3 separate regions of the Pan troglodytes genome follow, and regions 1 and 2 are each linked to region 3. The links are chromatin contacts, called in public capture Hi-C maps. All regions are on one chromosome and are shown on one strand. Each heading gives the region's core, a stretch centred on a gene start, on an enhancer-like site or on the middle of the called end of the contact. The rest is flanking DNA. Distances are from core to core; before and after follow the strand shown.

What was found. Capture Hi-C pulls out chosen DNA fragments and counts their contacts.
Region 1: a contact with region 3 is called in a capture Hi-C map of stem cell-derived neural stem cells, with 4 times the contacts expected there. The contact joins two enhancer-like sites. A contact is called at or near these places in 2 of 7 Hi-C or Micro-C datasets (induced pluripotent stem cells and stem cell-derived neural progenitor cells) and 1 of 1 other capture datasets (stem cell-derived neural stem cells).
Region 2: a capture Hi-C map of stem cell-derived neural stem cells shows a contact between it and region 3, with 5 times the contacts expected there. The contact joins two enhancer-like sites. A contact is called at or near these places in 1 of 7 Hi-C or Micro-C datasets (stem cell-derived neural progenitor cells) and 1 of 1 other capture datasets (stem cell-derived neural stem cells).

What each region holds. Positions count from the first base shown.
Region 1 is chr14:108,798,433-108,801,610 of NHGRI_mPanTro3-v2.0_pri, reverse strand. No RefSeq gene overlaps it. Among named protein-coding and RNA genes, the nearest start is that of SLC10A2, 120 kb to the right of the region's middle. Within about 2 kb of position 1,635, at least 2 of the 24 cell types and tissues checked have an H3K27ac peak or open chromatin away from gene starts, as enhancers often do. A contact at or near this core is called in stem cell-derived neural stem cells, where this site is marked.
Region 2 is chr14:110,178,433-110,181,975 of NHGRI_mPanTro3-v2.0_pri, reverse strand. No RefSeq gene overlaps it. Among named protein-coding and RNA genes, the nearest start is that of DAOA, 900 kb to the left of the region's middle. Within about 2 kb of position 1,730, at least 5 of the 24 cell types and tissues checked have an H3K27ac peak or open chromatin away from gene starts, as enhancers often do. A contact at or near this core is called in stem cell-derived neural stem cells, where this site is marked.
Region 3 is chr14:109,480,058-109,483,144 of NHGRI_mPanTro3-v2.0_pri, reverse strand. No RefSeq gene overlaps it. Among named protein-coding and RNA genes, the nearest start is that of SLC10A2, 810 kb to the right of the region's middle. Within about 2 kb of position 1,639, at least 2 of the 24 cell types and tissues checked have an H3K27ac peak or open chromatin away from gene starts, as enhancers often do. A contact at or near this core is called in stem cell-derived neural stem cells, where this site is marked.

The DNA.
Region 1 (3,178 bases), core at 386-2,885, 680 kb after region 3:
AACTCCAGGTTGGATATAGAAATTTGTTCTGGAAGAACTATATAGATGATGTCAGAGTGCCTGAACCATAACCAAAAAGTTCACAGCTAGGATCAATTATGAGTAATTGATTATCTCACTTGCATTGGTCAATGTGTGTGTGAGCTCATTATCAAGGAAGTAAGTAGCGTGGTCTATGTCTGTAACAGACTAAAAGCAGCTCCTTAGGGCCACTTGAATGACTATGTGTGTGTGAACAAGTACAAGTGAAGGGTCTTATAAGATACCAAGCATTAACATGTCATGGTTTTGAGGGGGGTTGGTTTGGGGAGGTCTTTTGGGGGGTTATTCATGGAGGTTGGGCAACATGGCTGAGTTCTAGTCAGCGCTGGAGTGCTGACAAGACACTTTGGCCAAAGTGTCACATCCCATTCTCTTGGCCTTTCCCAAATTCATTTCTCTCTCCCAGAGAGATTCACTGAGCAGTTAAATATCATGCTTAATAGCCCTCTGACATAAGAAAGAGATTATATTTAATAGATTTGAATATCCTTTTTCCTATCACACTAAGCATTTCACAATTCGGGAACTTAATTTGTTTGCAAAGGTACAGAAAAAGAAAGTGATTTCTGGATTTCATATATAGTACTTTCTTGCCCCCTACTGGAAAATGTGAACCTGGCATACTAAGAATTCTGATTTTAAAGTGTTTTCCGATTGATCTCTCCTATAAGCCAGTTCACAAACCCACATATACGTCAAACAAGAATAAAATGTAGTAGGTGTAGAAGTTTAATACCATTAACTATGCATTTTATTAAAAAATAATGAACTTAAGAAATCCAATTTACTTTTAAAAATACCCTCAGGCGTACAAAAGTCAATTTTCCAATTGCATAGTGAAAGTAAATCCACCATATCAAGGTGAAAACTGGTACAATTCTTTGTAAATAGAGCTTAAGGGGAGCTTAACATTAAACTGGATTTGCAAAGATTATAAAGAAGTGTGTTTTCTGCTTTTTAAATATTATTCATGACTTCTTGAGCATCAAAAAAATAATTCCATTAGAAAGGGTATTTCAATATTAGCTTTATTTTTGAAGGTACACATGCAGTTTTTCTTGAGAAATATTTTTAACACAGAGAACCCGGGGCCCCTGGACCACTTTTTGATCATTTCTTCTGCAGCAGTGAGTTATGAACATGCTCTCACTGGAATGATGGCCACCACTATTTCTTGGATACACATTTTAGCTTTTGTGGTTCAAGGCCTCTACATTCTTTTATGCAAATCCAGCTAATCACGAATTGCAACCCATGCAATGATTAATGTTCTTTGACAACATTCTTTTGTCATTCAATTCCAGTGATTGTGAGGTCCATAGTCAGAATGACCAGCCCTCAAACAAAGAAGAGGCCATTCCTTGCGGGGCACACTGCTGGGATGTGCCTCTGGCTTCTCATGCCTCCTTCAGTCTCTGACACCCAGGAGGGAACTACTGCTGGACTGAAAGACTGAAAGGGCCTCTGAAAGAGGCTCTGTGGGGAACTTCTCCATCGTCAGCCACATGGAGCTTTTCACTCAGTGACCCGAATCATTCAAAGGACAGGCCACTTCCACGGTAAGGCAGGAACGCCTCACAAGGGCAGGCAGGCACACCCAGTGAAGAGAAAGAGCTTCCCCTTCCTGGCATCTCTTCTCCAACACGGAAGGTCTTCAAAGGCCAGTTCTTGGACAAGAGCCAGATACCAAGATAAGTGCTGCTCACGAAAGGCACCGAGCAGATGTGACTATAACCAGACCTTTTTCGTTCCTCCTAGCCCTTGATTTCAGTCTACAGAGGGCTCCACCGTCTCCTCGGGGTGGGAATTACCTGGATTCCTTTCATGCTAAGTGCTAGTCCTCAGTTCCAATTCTTTTCATGCAAAGGCAGAGCCAGCCAGGAGAGACAGAGGGGATTATCTTTGACGATGGTCTTTAAAACCCATATTACAAACATCTGCTCTACTCTGGTGTATTAGGCCATTCTCAAACAGCTATAAATACATACCTGGGACTCAGTAATTTATAAGTAAAAGAGGCTTAATTGCTCATGGTTCCGCTGGCTGTACAGGAAGCATGATGCTGGCTTCTGTTCAGCCTCTGGGGAGGCCTCAGAAAACTTACAACCATAGTGAAAGGTGAAAGGGAAGCAGATATCTCCCATGGCTGGAACAGCAGCAAGAGAGAGTGGAGAGATGCCACACACTTTTAAACAACCAGATCTCATGAGGACTCACTATCACAAGAAGAGCCCTACGTGGATGGTGCTAAACCACTCTTGAGAAAACCACCCCATGATCCAATCACCTTCCACCAGGCCCCACTTAGGCCCCACTTCTAACACTGGGGATTACGATACAATTCAACATGAGATTTGGTGGGGACACAGATCCAAACTGTATCATATGACAAATATCCTTTCCTGTTGTTATACTTTAAAATGGCAGCCTTCCGGGGGTCAGGGAGAGGGTAGAAATTCAGAGTGTTAGCATCTTAGAATGCCTAAAAAGGGTTTTGAACCTTTTAGGACTAAGACAGTCACTTCAGTTATAGGTACCAAAAATGCTTCCACAGAAAAATTAGCTGTGGTATAAAGAGCAAATGCCAAATCTCCTGGCTGACCTCTATGTGATCTGCTTAGAATGAGCATCTTCCAAATTTTTTAGCAAACAATAATGTGTATTACCAAGCTCTAGTGAACAATTCCACCCCTTCCTTTACAGTAGTAAGGGTTAGAAACTGGGGACACCAAGAAGGGAATGACCCAAGTTGAACTGAAGTGTGAATAAACTTAGTTCAGTGATGATCCTGCCCTATGTCCTGCTACAGAAGTAACGTTCAGTTGTATACCAATATTGAAAGCATCGAGAAATCATCAGAAATGTATCCCCCAGTCTCACTCCACTCCATTGGCAGTTAACTGCCAGGACAACTTTTGAAGATAAAAATCAATAATGCAAGGTCGTTGGAGTTTTCCCAATCATTTTCCTCCTGATTTGCCTTCCTGGGTATCTCCTCAATGTTCACTGGTTCTATTTTAAGAAAAAGGAAACCAGCATGGTATGATGGTCATTAAATCAAGTCATTTACATACCCATGACTCTGGTTGAAATATATTTATTAGTGGATATGGAGTTAATTTTACAATATCTCTAT
Region 2 (3,543 bases), core at 481-2,980, 700 kb before region 3:
TCTGCAAAAAAATCAATAAAAAGTCATAATAAAGCATGTCCTTAATATTTATTAGTACATGAATATAAATTTAAATAAATCTATGTAGATTCTAGATTTTATTGCTCCAGTTCAATTTTCTCTAGGCTCAACTTCCAAATTCCCAGAGCTCTCATCTTTCTCTGAGCATCATCTAAAACCTGGTTAAGATAACAAGGGCTTAGAGAACACCTGCTCTCATCAACGTTTGCGTTTCCTATTGCCCCTCCACAATACTGTCTGCGATTCAATGAACTACTAGCTATATTGCATCCCAAAGCCATGTCAAAATCTCAATGCTCATTGCTTTTCTAATATTTCCTCATGGCTTTTTCAGAATTTTTTTCCTGAGGGGACATTTGGAGGTGCCACTGCCTCACTCACTGAAGCAAGATGGCAGCTACACACCTTTGACAGCCTCTATCTTTCTCTTTCCTTTACAGGCCCTTCTTTTCTCTTGCTGAATCTAAGTAGAATCAGAAGACAAGGCCAAGTTCATGCAGGGACAATGCTCCGACGTTATCACATAGATGGAAATCCACTGTGTTTGGGGGGAAGACTGGGCTGATTTTATTGGCCTTTTTGGCCAGTGGCCTTGTCCACTCCCACTTTTGAGGATGCCTTTTGACAGCTGCTTGTTAGTTTATGTGTTCATTTGAGACAGGGTCTAGCTCTGTTGCCCAGGCTGGAGTGCAGTGATGCCATCATAGCTCACTGCAGCCTAGAACTCCTGGCCTCAAGTCATCCTCCTTTCTCAGTCTCCCAAAGCGCTGGGATTACAGGCGTGAGCCATCGCACTCAGCTGACAGCTGCTTATTAATCATGGTTCTTGCATTGAATAACCTTTCTAGTTAGTGAGTGAGGCATAGAAGGCAGGCTTGAGGACTCATAAATTGCCCCACCTACACCCCCACCGAAAGCAACACAATCTCTCCTAATTCGATTGACACCCTGCACACACCCAGCTTGGCTTCAGGGAAGGAAAATGGGTTCCTGCCATACAATCTCCATGCAACAACTCCTGCCAAATGCAACACAGACCATAATGTCATTTATAATTTGAATTGTACCAGTTTAGACATTTAAAATATCTCACGTATTCATTGTTACATTCATCTTCGTTCTTCTCCATTTCTATTTTTGGCAATCCTCTAATTTCTTGTTCTCTTAAGTAAAAAGAAACAAAAAATAACAACAAAAGAAAGCTCTTCAAAAATACTTGGATTCCGGTATTTGTGCGTGGTTTCAATAGGGAAGCTTTTTCTAAACTACTTGGACTAGAACAGAACAAAATATATGAGTTTGGGGAAAAAAGACCACAACAGGGGTGTGTGTGAGAGGCAGATGCTGGGGGAGGGGCCTCAAACAGCAGAAAAGCTTTGAAGCCCTATAGGGCACTGACCTGCAAGGACTAAGTTTGAACAATTGTGTGGGAAGTTTGGGGGTTACTAAGCTAGCTTCGTAATGTAACTTCTTTCCCCTCTTTCCTTTTTTGACAATAGCATTCCTTTCTCCATTTCTGTTCTGTTATTTTTTTAACACATCTAAAATGACATAAAGCAAACATAACACACAAGCACACACCTGCACTCACATACACAAACACACAAACTTCTGTGAGTTCCACAGAGGCCGACCCCTTTGCTTCAGTGAGGGCTGTGGAACTGGAATTTCATTCTCCGATGGACTTGCTCTGAAAAACAATTAAGTAAAGAGCTCCCACTGGTGGTGGAGGGAATTTTACTGTCCACACGAAATGCCTTTCCCTACCAGTCAGTGCTTGGAGACTGGATCTCCGAGTCACAGACGAGATGTGGGCTAATGTTGCTCTTTTGCCATGTGATGTAGCAAATAAAATGCCGTTGTTCCCCTAGGTGGCTGTGGGTATCAGTCACAGCTGACGCTAAGCAGGAGGTGCGTGGTGTGCTGCCAGGACTATGTTATTAGTTACAAGTCTGGATGGGCTCCCGATGCACCATTTTCAAGTAGCTTCAATGCTTTTAAACTTTTAGGAATTCCAAAGCTACTGCTCCAAAGCCTCAAGTTCCCTCACCTTAGAACAAAGATTGCTGCCTTTATTACCAGTCTCATGTTTAACCAGAGAAAGTACAACTTTTCCAAGTTTAAGCTTCTCTAAACTGCTTTTGAGGAAGAAGAGAGGTTCTCTGCATGTGTCCGAGATAACTGTCAAATACCAAATTTGAACACACGTTCTGAGTCACCTGAAGAACCAGCCCGTGTCACTAAGACAAGCACAAATAGCTCCTCTGCTGTGGGACTCTTCACCTACCGCAGATGTTTCCATAAATATTTCAGCAGATACCATTTTCATGACAATTACCAAGAATGTGTGTGTGTGTGTGTTTTTTTAATTTACAGTCTATGTGAAAAATGTAATAGAAGAGAATAATGCTGGATTTATATGGGAGAAAAGTGTAGGTTTTTCTCCTATTTGGTGTCTTAGATTAAGGTACTTTGATACATCTGTCCAAACAGACATTATATCGTGAACAAGAAAAGATGGGACTGGTAGAGACTCAAAGTAACAAGAACAGTTTCCAAGAAAGAAGCAAGGCTATTAAATATTAGGCTGTTGCAAAAGTAATTGCGGTTTTTGCCATTTGAAAATAATGCCAAAAAACATAATTACTTTTGTAATAACCTAATAATTAGACCCAAGATAAAAATCCATATATACTCAACTTACTTTTAAATCCAGAGCTTATGTCTTTTTCCAATCAGACCTCAACATAGAACTTCGCTTAGATTTTCTTATGATCTGGGTTATGTAAACCTCCTGGGATTTATAAAACAACTGGATATCTTGAATCCTTCTCTTTAAGTCAGATCTTGTCAGCCTGTGATGCCACCTACAGTGAAATTTATTAAGTATACAACCTAATTTTGCTGTTGTTTCTAGAGTCTATGAGTTATGACTACACAGCATAAGTAATGACTTAATTAAATTAATTTAAGGTATGGTGTTAAGATTAACTGCGCCAGCTCACAGTGGTCTGCAGTAATTGGAGATCTCATGTTGTACCTCTTTTTTATAATCACAAAGTCAGTCTCTTTAAATTACTCAGACCCAAAAAAGAAAATCAGGAAGACAGCAAGGGCAATGAATGGCATGGTCAGGAGAGATCTGTTGCGAATAGTTAATTAGAAAATACAAAGTTTAGTTTAGTTTTCAAAACATACTCTCAAGTACTGTGTCGTGTTTTTAAAGCACCAGTTGAGCTTGCTGCCCACCCCTCTTTTTTTTTTTTTTTTTTTTTTTTGAGACGGAGTCTTGCTGTGTCACCCAGCCTGGAGTGCAGTGGCGCGATCTCGGCTCACTGCAAGCTCCGCCTCCCGGGTTCACACCATTCTCCTGCCTCAGCCTCCGGAGTAGTTGGGACTACAGGCGCCCGCCACCACGCCCGGGCTAATTTTTTTGTATTTTTAGCAGAGATGGGGTTTCACCGTGTTAGCCAGGATGGTCTCGATCTCCTGACCTCGTGATCCGCCCGCCTCGGCCTCCCA
Region 3 (3,087 bases), core at 390-2,889:
TGCCACAATAAAGCCCAGATGATAGCCATTGATAATTTTCTGAGAGCTGAGAGAATGCATGCTCACCAGCATCATATAGGAGCAATTCGTCACAATCTGTCATGGCACGAGTCATCATTGTTGCTCCTAAGTTAGTAAGTTCTATCATCTACTAAGTAATCACAGCAATGATAATGGTAAATATCATCCAGAAAATTCTTGCAATTGCATTGTCTAATTTAATCTCAATCACACAATGATGTAGGAAATATTATTTAGCAGCTGAACAAATTGAAGGAGAAAACATCATACTCAAGTTCATATAGCTCCTCCAAACACAATATGGTTAGTGTGGCGATTTCTACAAAATCATCAGCTAAAAAATATGCGTTGAATTAAAAATGAATGAAGTACAATAACGTACAAAATTATGATTTAAATGTAAAACCTACGAAAAGAGTGGGTCGTAGAAACTGATAAACCTGTAACCAATAACCAAAGATGATCTAAATGCTGACTCTATGATGCCAGATGACACGGTGACTTTACCACTTAGAGGTATTTATTGAATAAAACCCCTAAAGAAATAAGTCCACAATTCCTTTCCCTTTTAATATTGGCATACTTTCTGCCAATTAAACACATTTGTTTAATGATTGCAATCTTAAAAATATTAATACTAGAGATTAATATTAAAGATTATTCTGCATAGTGTATTTCAAGAAAGAACACTAAAGACTAAAATGACAATAATGATCACACACTTATACAATCTCCGGATTGAAGGGAATCTGAAAGATCATAGTATTATACATCTTTTCATTTTAAGTGTAAATTTCCTTAGCACTGTTCTTAAACATTTTCAGATTTGAGAAATTATTGTCCATCTTTTTACAAATTTAATTATTGATGCCACTGAAATGAATAGCAAAGTCATAATATGTATAAATAAAATAAATAGTTTTCTATGTTCCTACTGTAGTAGACATTAATTATTGGTGCTTAGTATCTGCTGCTCCCTTGGCTAAGCGTCCCTAATTTCAAAATATGTACTCTTTAACCTAGCCTCACCCTTTTCCTTAAAAAATGCAGACCATGATTATGGTACTTTAAAGACACTGATTGAAGACATTCATCACGATTCAGACCAGTAGGAGCAAAGAAAATGTGTCTATGGACTTCTGGGAAGTTTGAGCTTTCTCTTCTGTTAACACTGCCTCAACAGCTCACTCCTGCTAGCTAGTCCCATTTATAAATATGTGGGACTGATACTGCTGTAAACAGCAGACTGCCAGATAGAGAAGTCAGTTCTCTGAAAGAGAAAACCTTAAAGAATCCCGAGAATCCCTACTATTGACTCCAGCACTAAATTTCAGAAAATGAAAATAGAAATTTTGGTTTCCTTAAGCGAATTTGATGTAGATGATACACGTCTGACCTAGTGTGTTCCTGGAAAAAAACAAGATAGTATATGCAACGAAAAAATATTTTCTTAGTCGTGCTAGGTGTATCAAACAACAAGAATTAATTTTTTCGCAATTCTGGAGTCTGGATATCTGAGATCAGTGTGCCAGCTCAGTCAGTTTCTGGTGAGGGTTATTTTCCCAGCGTGCAGAGGGCTGCCTTTTCTTTTTGCCTGCAGGCAGCCGACATCTTGCTGTGTGCTCACATGACCTCTTCTTTGTTCACGCAGAGAAAGGGAGGGCAAGCGCTCTGGGGTCTTCTAGGTTTTGGCGGAGGTACTCGAGATAGGCTGATAGGGAAAACAAGAGCACTAATCCTATCACAAGAACCCCACATTCAAGACCTCATCTGATGCTCATTTACTCCCAAAGGCTCCATCTCAAAATATCATGCCATCGAAGGTTAGAATTTAACATATGAATTTGAAGTGGGATGGAGCAGAAACATTCAGACTATAACAAACACATTATACGTGTAGAGGCTGATTCTATCTATATAAAACAAAAAATGGGATTCCTCATGACCCATGGACTGAAAAAATCCTTCTGACATTTTTCGTGTTCTGTACATTTGTTCTTTTTATTCATAATTAGGCACACGATTTATTGGTTTAAGTTCGTTGAGCATCCATTTGAGATTAAAGATTCCTTGCTTTAGCATTCCTGATAATTTTCAACTTAACTCATTTACATGCTGTTTATGAGACTCACAACTGAATCAACACATCAGTTTTGTCCAATTTTTTTAAAGGAGAAAATACGTTGGAAGTATTAAAATGAGCAAGTGTATTAAATAGCTAAAAAGAGAATACTACAAAAATTGAACGTCAGGCTGTATTTTTCAGTTGGTATACAGAGTTAAGGGTGATATATAGAGAGAGATAAGTACTTGTGGACATCAGTAGAAAATTTTATCATACCATAAATACATTGACACTTGGAGGAAAAAGAACAATACCATAGACTGATGAAAAAGAACCGTAGGAGACGAAAAAGAGCAGGATTTTATCTACACAATGGCCTCTGCAATTCATTTAGTTAAATATTTATAGTACAAATAATTAAAATATTTCAATAAATATTTGGATATTGAACCTTGTTGATAGAAATTTTATTTTAAGAACTTATCCAATATTTCTCACAGCAAAACCGTAAAAACTCAAATACAGAAGTCCTACTGAATTTTCATACTCTTCAGTTATTCTATTTTAAAATGAAATATATCTTATCGTGTAGAATAGACCAACATATAAGCTTTCCTTTTCCTCTCTATTTCCAAGTAAACAAATTTAGAACATTGGTTTATGCAGTTTTGTGACAATATAGTTGTTGAGAAGGAATTAACAGGAAAAAAAAGTTATAATTATTATTTTTTCTTAGACTGGCTATGTGTATTAGCCAGAGTTCTCTCTAGAGAGACAGAACTAATAAGATAGAGGTAGATATAAAGGAAAGTTTATTAAGAAGTACTGACTCACATGATCACAAGGTGAGGTCCCACAACAGGCCATGTGCAAGCTGAGGAGCAAAGAAGCCAGTACGAGTCCCAAAGCTGAAGAACCTGCAGTCCAGTGTTCAAGGGCAGGAAACATCCAGCAGGGGAGAAAGATATAGGCCAGAAGACTAAACCAGCCTTGTCTTTCCA